Linked DNA regions of Drosophila melanogaster: region 1 is linked to region 2. Evidence: chromatin contacts called from public Hi-C data. All regions are on one chromosome and are shown on one strand. The core of a region is the stretch at or near the end of the contact, and the rest is flanking DNA. Distances in the headings are between cores, read along the strand shown. Region 1 holds the start of stas (Stasimon). Region 2 holds the start of baz (bazooka).

The links. Hi-C and Micro-C count contacts between places; a contact is called where the count stands out from the background.
Region 1: a contact with region 2 is called in a Hi-C map of the OSC cell line, with 4 times the contacts expected there. The contact joins the promoter of stas here to the promoter of baz in region 2. A contact is called at or near these places in 10 of 107 Hi-C or Micro-C datasets (the Kc167 cell line, the OSC cell line, the S2 cell line and 5 more) and 2 of 6 datasets of contacts at active chromatin or transcription factors (both in the Kc167 cell line).

Annotation. Positions count from the first base shown.
Region 1 is chrX:17,626,241-17,630,373 of dm6, reverse strand. It overlaps stas (Stasimon), which reads left to right and starts at 2,479. Exons shown (of 4, transcript NM_132997.3): 1 at 2,479-2,945; 2 at 3,134-3,434. The coding sequence starts at 2,924. It overlaps CG8326, which reads left to right and starts at 882. Exons shown (of 2, transcript NM_132998.2): 1 at 882-1,033; 2 at 1,103-2,210. The coding sequence starts at 951. The coding sequence ends at 2,018. corolla (corolla,) reads left to right here. Exons shown (of 4, transcript NM_132999.3): 4 at 1-583. The coding sequence ends at 312.
Region 2 is chrX:17,158,035-17,161,916 of dm6, reverse strand. baz (bazooka) reads right to left here and starts at 1,911. Exons shown (of 8, transcript NM_001347807.1): 1 at 726-1,911. The coding sequence starts at 845. xmas (xmas,) reads left to right here and starts at 2,611. Exons shown (of 5, transcript NM_001370033.1): 1 at 2,611-2,746; 2 at 2,811-3,882. The coding sequence starts at 2,703.

The DNA.
Region 1 (4,133 bases), core at 1,230-3,729, 470 kb before region 2:
AGCGACGATATACCCAGCACCTCCAAGGGCACTCTTAATCGTTTTACTGCAACCCAGTTTATGAACTATGGTAGCAATCGCGATGAAAACGAGGCGCCGCCTTGCAAGCGACTAAAATTGGAGGAGGAGGAGTTCCCAATGAGCCAACCAATGCCGGATTACTTTAAGCATCCGTCGTCCACATTCAACAACTTTGATGATCAATCACTTCGATTCAGCTCGCCCCACAACAATTTTGACGATGATTACCTGCTGAACTTCAGCGATGATAATGATGTTACACCTACTGCCGCCTCGGCGTACATACTTTAAATTGTTAACGTATTTTGGTCAAAAATTAATGTATGTTCTTTATAAGAACGGACAATTAATTAATATCCAGATACTTATTCATTCATTGCCATTTGCAATCAAAAAAAATTTCACTTCAGCTAAATTATTTGTAGCTTTATAATGAAATTAATTTGCGTACATAATATGCATATGTACATTTAAATCATACGTATTCAGTTCGAAAGTGCCGTTTCAGACTTATTCTTCATTTTGTCGTTGCTTATAAACTAATAAAACAATAAATTAAGACAAATTCGTGACTTTAAATATTTAATTTTACTGCAAACAGTAAATTTTACCACTTGCAATAAAATACTTTTCTCATTACAGCATATAAATCTTTATTAAAAATGTATATTATAAAATAGGGGAATATGAAGACTACTTAATACAATACATAGTGTAAAATACATTTATATATTTAATCTAATATATATTTAACTTTAATATTTCATTTGTAATTCTGGGCGCCAATGGTTTGAGTCCAAGCTTTAATCGATTTGGTATATTTATGGTTTGTTTTGGTATTTGTCAGCATGCATCGCGCTTAGTATTTTAACCCATGCTGTCGATACCACGAGTTTGTTTTACAAAAATTGAACCAAAACCCAAAATAAATGGCTCGGAAACGAAAGATTCCCGTGCGCAAGCACCACGGCGTCCGTGATCCCCTCAAGCAGCTGGAACAGAAGGAGAAGAAGTTTGTTCATAGTGGCAAGTCAGTCGAAAAAGGCAGCTAAACTAATATCTGCACCATTTCACATTTCAGACTTTCCAAAGTAACGAACAATCCGCCTGTGAAAAAGGATGAGCAGCAGGTGTCCTTTAAGTTCCGTCAGTTTCAGCAGCTTGCCAACGCCACCAAATCGGGCAAGAAGCTAAGATTGGGCGAAATTGGACGGGAGGATAAGCCCAAATCCTCTCCAGGATCCAAGCCTGGCAGTAGTTCCTCCTCAAAGGAAACGCGTAACATCAAGCAGTTCGCCAACGAAACGGACGAGGATTATCTGCGCCGAGTGAATCGCATGACCAATGCATCCGTACGGGAAGCCCACTACGAGGCCAAGTATGGTGTGAACGTGATCAGAAACCCCAAAACCGGGGAGATTACTGTCCAAAAGAGGCCGAAAAACGAGATCGACGAGCTGCTCAAGCAGAAGCAAAAGGAGCAACGGCTGGCGGGCAAAAGGGGTCGCAAAAAGGTTCAAGTCGTACACAAGCCCATGGATGCGAAGACCAGTCGCGAATTGGTGAAGAGGGCCTACAAGGAGGCCCAGCAAGAGGTTGATACCGAGGAGAAGCAGAATGCCGGGCCAACAGAATTCAAACAGGATGCTGTGGCATTTGGTGAGATCGTCCATGCCCCACCTTCCCTCAAAATCCTGCCGCGCAAAGCGGAAAAAAGTGAAACCGTGCCGCGTCCAGGACGCAAAGCCAATCTCCTTCTAAAGTCCATGCTGAATCCCGACCAGGGTCAGTCAAATCGTGGGCCGGAGGACGACGACAGCAGTCGACTAAAGCTGGCTGCCCAATCTAAGAGCGCCTTCAAAGCACCCACCAAGGCCCAGATGAAGGGCAAGCGGAAAGATCTGCCCTTGGCTACGAGGTCAATGCTTGAAACCGAGCGCAGCAAAATGGTTCAGCTATACCGTCAGCTCAAAAACAAGACAACAGCAGATTCCTAACAGATTCTAGACTAGATACCAACGTACTTTTTTTTTTACATGAAAACAAGTTAACCTAATCCCTTAAGTTTCGTGAATGCGTTTGCTACCCACTGAAGGTCGTAGTTTCATTATAGAATGTTAAATATATTGATGAGATTTTTATTAAATCTATTTTCATACAAAATAAAAAGTGCACTGTTTAATTCCACTATTTCTATCAGTATTTCATGGAGGTGGTAATTAATATGGAGTCTTTTGGCAAAAAGAAAAAGGGCACTATTATGTTGATATTTATAGATACAAAAAAAGTACTTCACTTGCTTATGCAGACACTCACATTTTTTTATTTACGTATAACATTAAAAAATATAAATAAAATTTAGAGAAACTAAAAAGTGGCGCTAAATATGACAGTATGACCAGATTTTATTAGAAACCCACGTTCAGTTTTGTGCGGTAGCTGTGTACACGCTTGGACTTAATCAACACTGCGCCTTCGGCCACACTGGTCGTGACGGAAATTTCTGAAATTAATTTATTTTAAATTGACTTTTAAGCGTGATCGTTCGCCGAAAAAGTCGGCTAAAGTGAAAAGCAATAGAAAAAATTTAAAAAAATTGCTATTAGCGCAGTAGTCAACTACAATTACTCTAGTTAACGCAGTTTTAGCCAACTTCCTATTTTTTTTATATTGATTAAATTCATTGTTGTAGACACACGCACATACACATACGCATAGGCACGCGGATAGAGAGAAGAACAACAAATTGTGACTGGCGCGCAAATAGGCACACAAATAGCATTAACAATTGATAAATAGCCTAGACGCTAAATGAGTCAATCGTGAATTAAAATCGGATATAGAAGGCTTATTAAATTTTCCTTCTTCAACTCGGGCTTACGTACATCGTGTCAAAGCCACAATGTCTTACTGCAGTGGTGTGGGTGAGTGTGCTGTTTTAGTTGTTTTTACTTATCAGCTGAGCGAAGGAACGGTGATTAACCCGCAGCTAGTGCGCAGCCCGTGAAGCCAAAAACGACTATTAACCCTTAGTCCGTGCATTCTGTTCACCACCACCACTTCTGCTTTGGAATGCATATTACATCTGCATGTCTCTGTTTTTTTTTTCTAGCCATTTCCGCTGACGAGGGGATTACAATGCGCAATGGCAGGGCAAAGGCGCTCCAGGAACACTCCCCGGATCAGGTGGCTACTCCACTGTTGCCACAGGTGCCGCCACAGGAGCAACAAGATCTTAATCCACAGCAACAACAGCAGCAGCAGCAACAACAACAGGCCACTCCGCAAAAGCAGGCCATGTCCGCAGACGAGAAGAAGGCCACCAAGAAGTCCCTGGTCATCGTAGCGGGCATTTTTGTGGCCAGCTTGGTCACCATGTGCTATGTGTACGCCATATTCCCCGAGCTCAACGCGTAAGTGGGTCTTTCTGGTGCTAAAGCGCCACAAATGTGTGTCCCCTGCGCATTCGTGCACCTGTAAGGTGTTAAGTGGCCTCCATGTGTGTGTGTGTGTATGCTTAGCTTGTCTCGCTTGATTTGCGAGCAGAGATGTCGACCAATGATCCGCTTAAAATAGCTAGGCTACATCCAACTATGATTAGATATGCTAGGTAGTCATTTACCTAATGCTAGTTATCTCCATTTCGCTTCTAAAACAATATTTTATGTTTAAATATCATAGATATTACATTTGTAGGATGTAAAACTCTTATTGCAAATACTTATTATTGGCTAGATCAGACATAACTATTTGTATGTAGTGAGAAAAGGGCCATTTAATTGTCCAAATATTTACTATAACAGCCATGTTAAATAAGTAACTTAACTCAAATGTCACGCTTTGCATAAGAAAAACTTTCTGCACACGATTATTATTATCTTTAAACTTTACCTAAAGCGGATTGTTATTTGATAGTCTGGTTCTGTGAGTGAGTAAACTTATTTTGTTTAAAGTTCAAGACGTTTGTGTACATATACTTCTATCAATTTGAATTCATCAGAATTTGATTTGCATGGAATCAGCAAGTCAGAGAACAATCTTTGTTTTTTTTTTGTCAAATTTGATCAGCAAACGTAACGTGTTGAAAACTATAAGTGCAGATCCCTCTAATC
Region 2 (3,882 bases), core at 662-3,161:
TTTTCTTTTTAATAACGTTTATGACCCCGATAACCATATCATATCAACATTTCAACTGGATGTCACAGAGAAGTAATAAGTAATAAGTAAAATGGTAATATTTTATTATATTTTGTCAGCACTTTCTGAAATGGGTTGGTAACCAACATAAATAAATGTAGGAGCACTAATTTCTACATGAAAAGATATCATTTTATTTATTTGTATTTGTTTATTCCATAAGAGCCATTTGATTTTTTTTTACCAGTTTCTACCATTATCTGTGTATAATAATATATATTTGAGAGCTTCGGGGTATTTTACGATATCTATTAGTTTTTATACTTTTGAATGCAAATATTCAAACGAATTGGGAGAGATAACGGTTGTCTATATGTATATCATTAATATAATCATAAATAATATTGGGCCTAACATTATTGTCTAGAATTCTAAGTTAATTGGGTTTTTTTTGTATGAATATAATAATGATACAATTAAAGAAAATTAGTATAATATTGGAATCCATTGGTATTTTTATAAGTCATACATATGTATGAAGTAAATGTCCTTTGTATGTATATATAATATATTTTGAGATAACCTTCTTTATAATTAATGTATTTATTATATCAGTTACATAGTACCTCCCGTAACTCCAGAAGTGTTATCCATCAAAATTACTATCGATGGGTAAAGTAATACTTTATAATACTATATCATATATATCAGGTATATCCCCTTACCTTGCCGGCCGCCTTGATGTAGCGTCGCGTGGCCTCCTTGACGAGATCGCGGACGAGGAGTTCGCCGGAACCACAGGGAACCAGAATGCGAACGTCGCCGAAGCAGACGGTGACCTTCATTTCGTACTTTTCGTGTTAACAATAACTATTATCGTCTTCGATCTGCGATAATAAGTATGTATTTTTGACTGCTGCAATGCACTTTTTATTTTGCACACACATATATGCACTTGATTAAATTGGGCGATCGTTTCTTTAACTTATTTTTTTCTCGAATTTTTCGGATTTTTTCCTATTACTATTTTGTATGCAGCTACTTTTTTTTAACGCTATGCTCGTCTGCCTGCAGCAGCTTTTTGTTGTTCTTGTTGCTGTTGTTGTTACGACCGCATCATCATCATCGTCGTCGCTTTCCAGCTATCGCCATCCTTGTTGCTCCTTTCGCGTGCACAGTGCGCTTGTTGTTGCTGTATTGTTGGTTGTTAGGCAGCTGCAACAAAAGTTGGTCTAGGGCGGCATGGGTGCGAGCGAGATGGCTGCGTGCCTGGAAAAAGGATCGGGATCGCTTTCCAGTATGTACTTGTAGTCGCTCTCGCGCGCTCTCCCTCTCTGTCGCTCTCTGGAAACTGGAACTCTCTTTTGCTATTTACTTAGCATATTTCACCGTAAGGCATCGTTGTTATTGTTTGTTTTGTTGTGTTTGTGTGATTCATACACGCGCGCATTAAAAAAAACGAGTTACAACAACGGCAACCATAATAACAAGAACAACAAACAGCGGGCCAAGATCATTTATTTACTTCTTTTTTTAACGTTCTTCGCTCTCGCTCGCAAACTTGGCATTTGTTTTGGTCAAATTATTATATATTATGCGCTGTAGATTGCATGGTTTTAAATTTACGGTTCGATCATCGTTTTTATATCTTTTCTGTTACTCTCTTTTAACGTTGCTTTTGTCGTGTTTTTCGTTTTCGGTTATCTCCTTTTTCGCCCGTTGGCGTCGCTTCTTTCTTGTTGTTTATCACTTTCAACTATTCATATTTCGATTGCAAGTGGAATAGTATCGTTGACCGCCACTCTTATTAACGAACTATTTGAACTCAAAAAAATGCAAAAAAAATCCACGAGCAGCGCGTTGATTACTGCGCTTCGAGTTCGAATTCGCCCTGGCGAGCAACAACAAATGACCAAAATTCTGGGGATGGCAGGCTCATCGATACTATCGGAACAGCAGCTTGGCTTCTTCGCGGTATTTGGTTATACTTTACTGGGCGGTCACACTACTGCTCGTTATCTCCCGCTTATTTTAAAATCAGGGATTGGGCTAAATGCCATCTAATTCTGCAATAAGTTTTATTGAATTTGCATTGCTTTATATAAGTCAGCCTATTAAATAGAGATATTGATTAAGAGGTAATTAATCGTCTTAAAATATTAAAGTGTAAAGATGAAAATATTTCTTATGTAAGCTATGTATAAATATAAAATACTAGGAACAACCAATTTCGATAGGATTAATTGTATAGTCCTAAGAACGACAGATAGTGTTATCAAGATCGAGGAGTTTGAATCGAGAGCTTAAAAGAGAATAAAAAGAACTTAAAAAGATTGCTACACCTATATATATATTCATATATATATAAGATAATATAAGAAGATGTTCGATTTCATTCAACAGTTTAAGGAACGCCCCAAGCATTTCCTAATTTCCTAAGAATATATGTTTACCAACTCCTGTTAACATTTTATTTATTAGGCAAATACATTCATCTCGAATGTAAAACATTAAAATTTTCAATTAAACCTGAACGATATTGTGTGGGTGGGATAGCCATTGCGGTATTTTTTTCGCGCCATTTTCAGATTTGCGTTATCGATTACCGGCAATCGCTTGACGGCAATATTGTAACAACAAAGCACACATTCGCTCTCATTCAGCTAAAAAAGAAACTAAAAACCTTAAACTATATTCGATCGATGGCAGAACCCCGTCCCGGCGGCTACAACTACAAGACATTATTGTGAGTAAAAGTTCGTTCATCAAAGGCAGAGCGATGTCAACTATAGTTCCATACGAATCCCCAGATGCAGAAACATTCCGGAGCTATTTTTGGACAAATATGTGGCGCGTTCGCACTTTGGACGTTTTGGAACCCTCGTAAACTTCGTCCTGCGTCCGCGGCGAATGACCTGCACCGTAAGCTATGCCAGCGAGGACGAGGCGGCGCGGGCGCTTCTCGATGGCGCCAGCTTTCAGGGTCACCTGTTTGATATATCCTATGCTGATAACGAGACGGCGCCGGCACAGAAAACGGAGGAGTGGGTGGATCCTGACATTCAGGCGGAGTTGAGTGCACTGCAGTCGGGCTGGCGCAATGAGTATGGGTCGGGCAAGCCGATAAAAAAACCACAAAATGGCAGCAGTGGTAGCGGTGGCAGTTCAATGCTGCCTGCCATACCAGTTGGGCCCGCAACGGCGCCGGTGAGCAGAGATCGTACGCCTGCCCAGCTCAGGGATCTTGAGAACATGATGCGCAGACCCGCCCATACAAGCGAGGAGAAGTTCAGCGTGCTGGATGCCCGCGATAAGCTGCTCCGGTTGAACCGAACGCAACACAAGCTGTCCGGTGCCACCCAGGGTCACTGCGCCGATATGTGTCCGGAAAAGGAGCGCGTGCTGAGAGAATTCCAGCGCCAGGTAGCCTACTATGAACTACAACCGGGCTCCGATGAGCTAATCTGTCACGAAAGAGCCCTGAAGCAGTACTCGCGCAGCAGTGCCGACCAGGAGACGCCACTGCCGCATGAACTGCGCAATGAGACTGCCCTGCACATGACCATGAGCTATCTAATGCATGAGATCATGGACATTAGCGAGCGCCAGGATCCGCAAAGCCATATGGGCGATTGGTTCCACTTCGTTTGGGATCGCACGAGGTCCATCCGAAAGGAGATCACCCAGCAGGAGCTATGCTCTCTGGGCGCTGTGAAGCTGGTGGAGCAGTGCGCCCGGTTTCACATTCATTGCGCCGCCCGTCTGGTTGACGCCGATCCCAGCGTCTTTGACAGCAAGATCAACGCCGAGAATCTAACCAAATGCCTGCAGACTCTGAAGTACATGTACCATGACCTGCGGATTAAGGGCGTTCCATGTCCC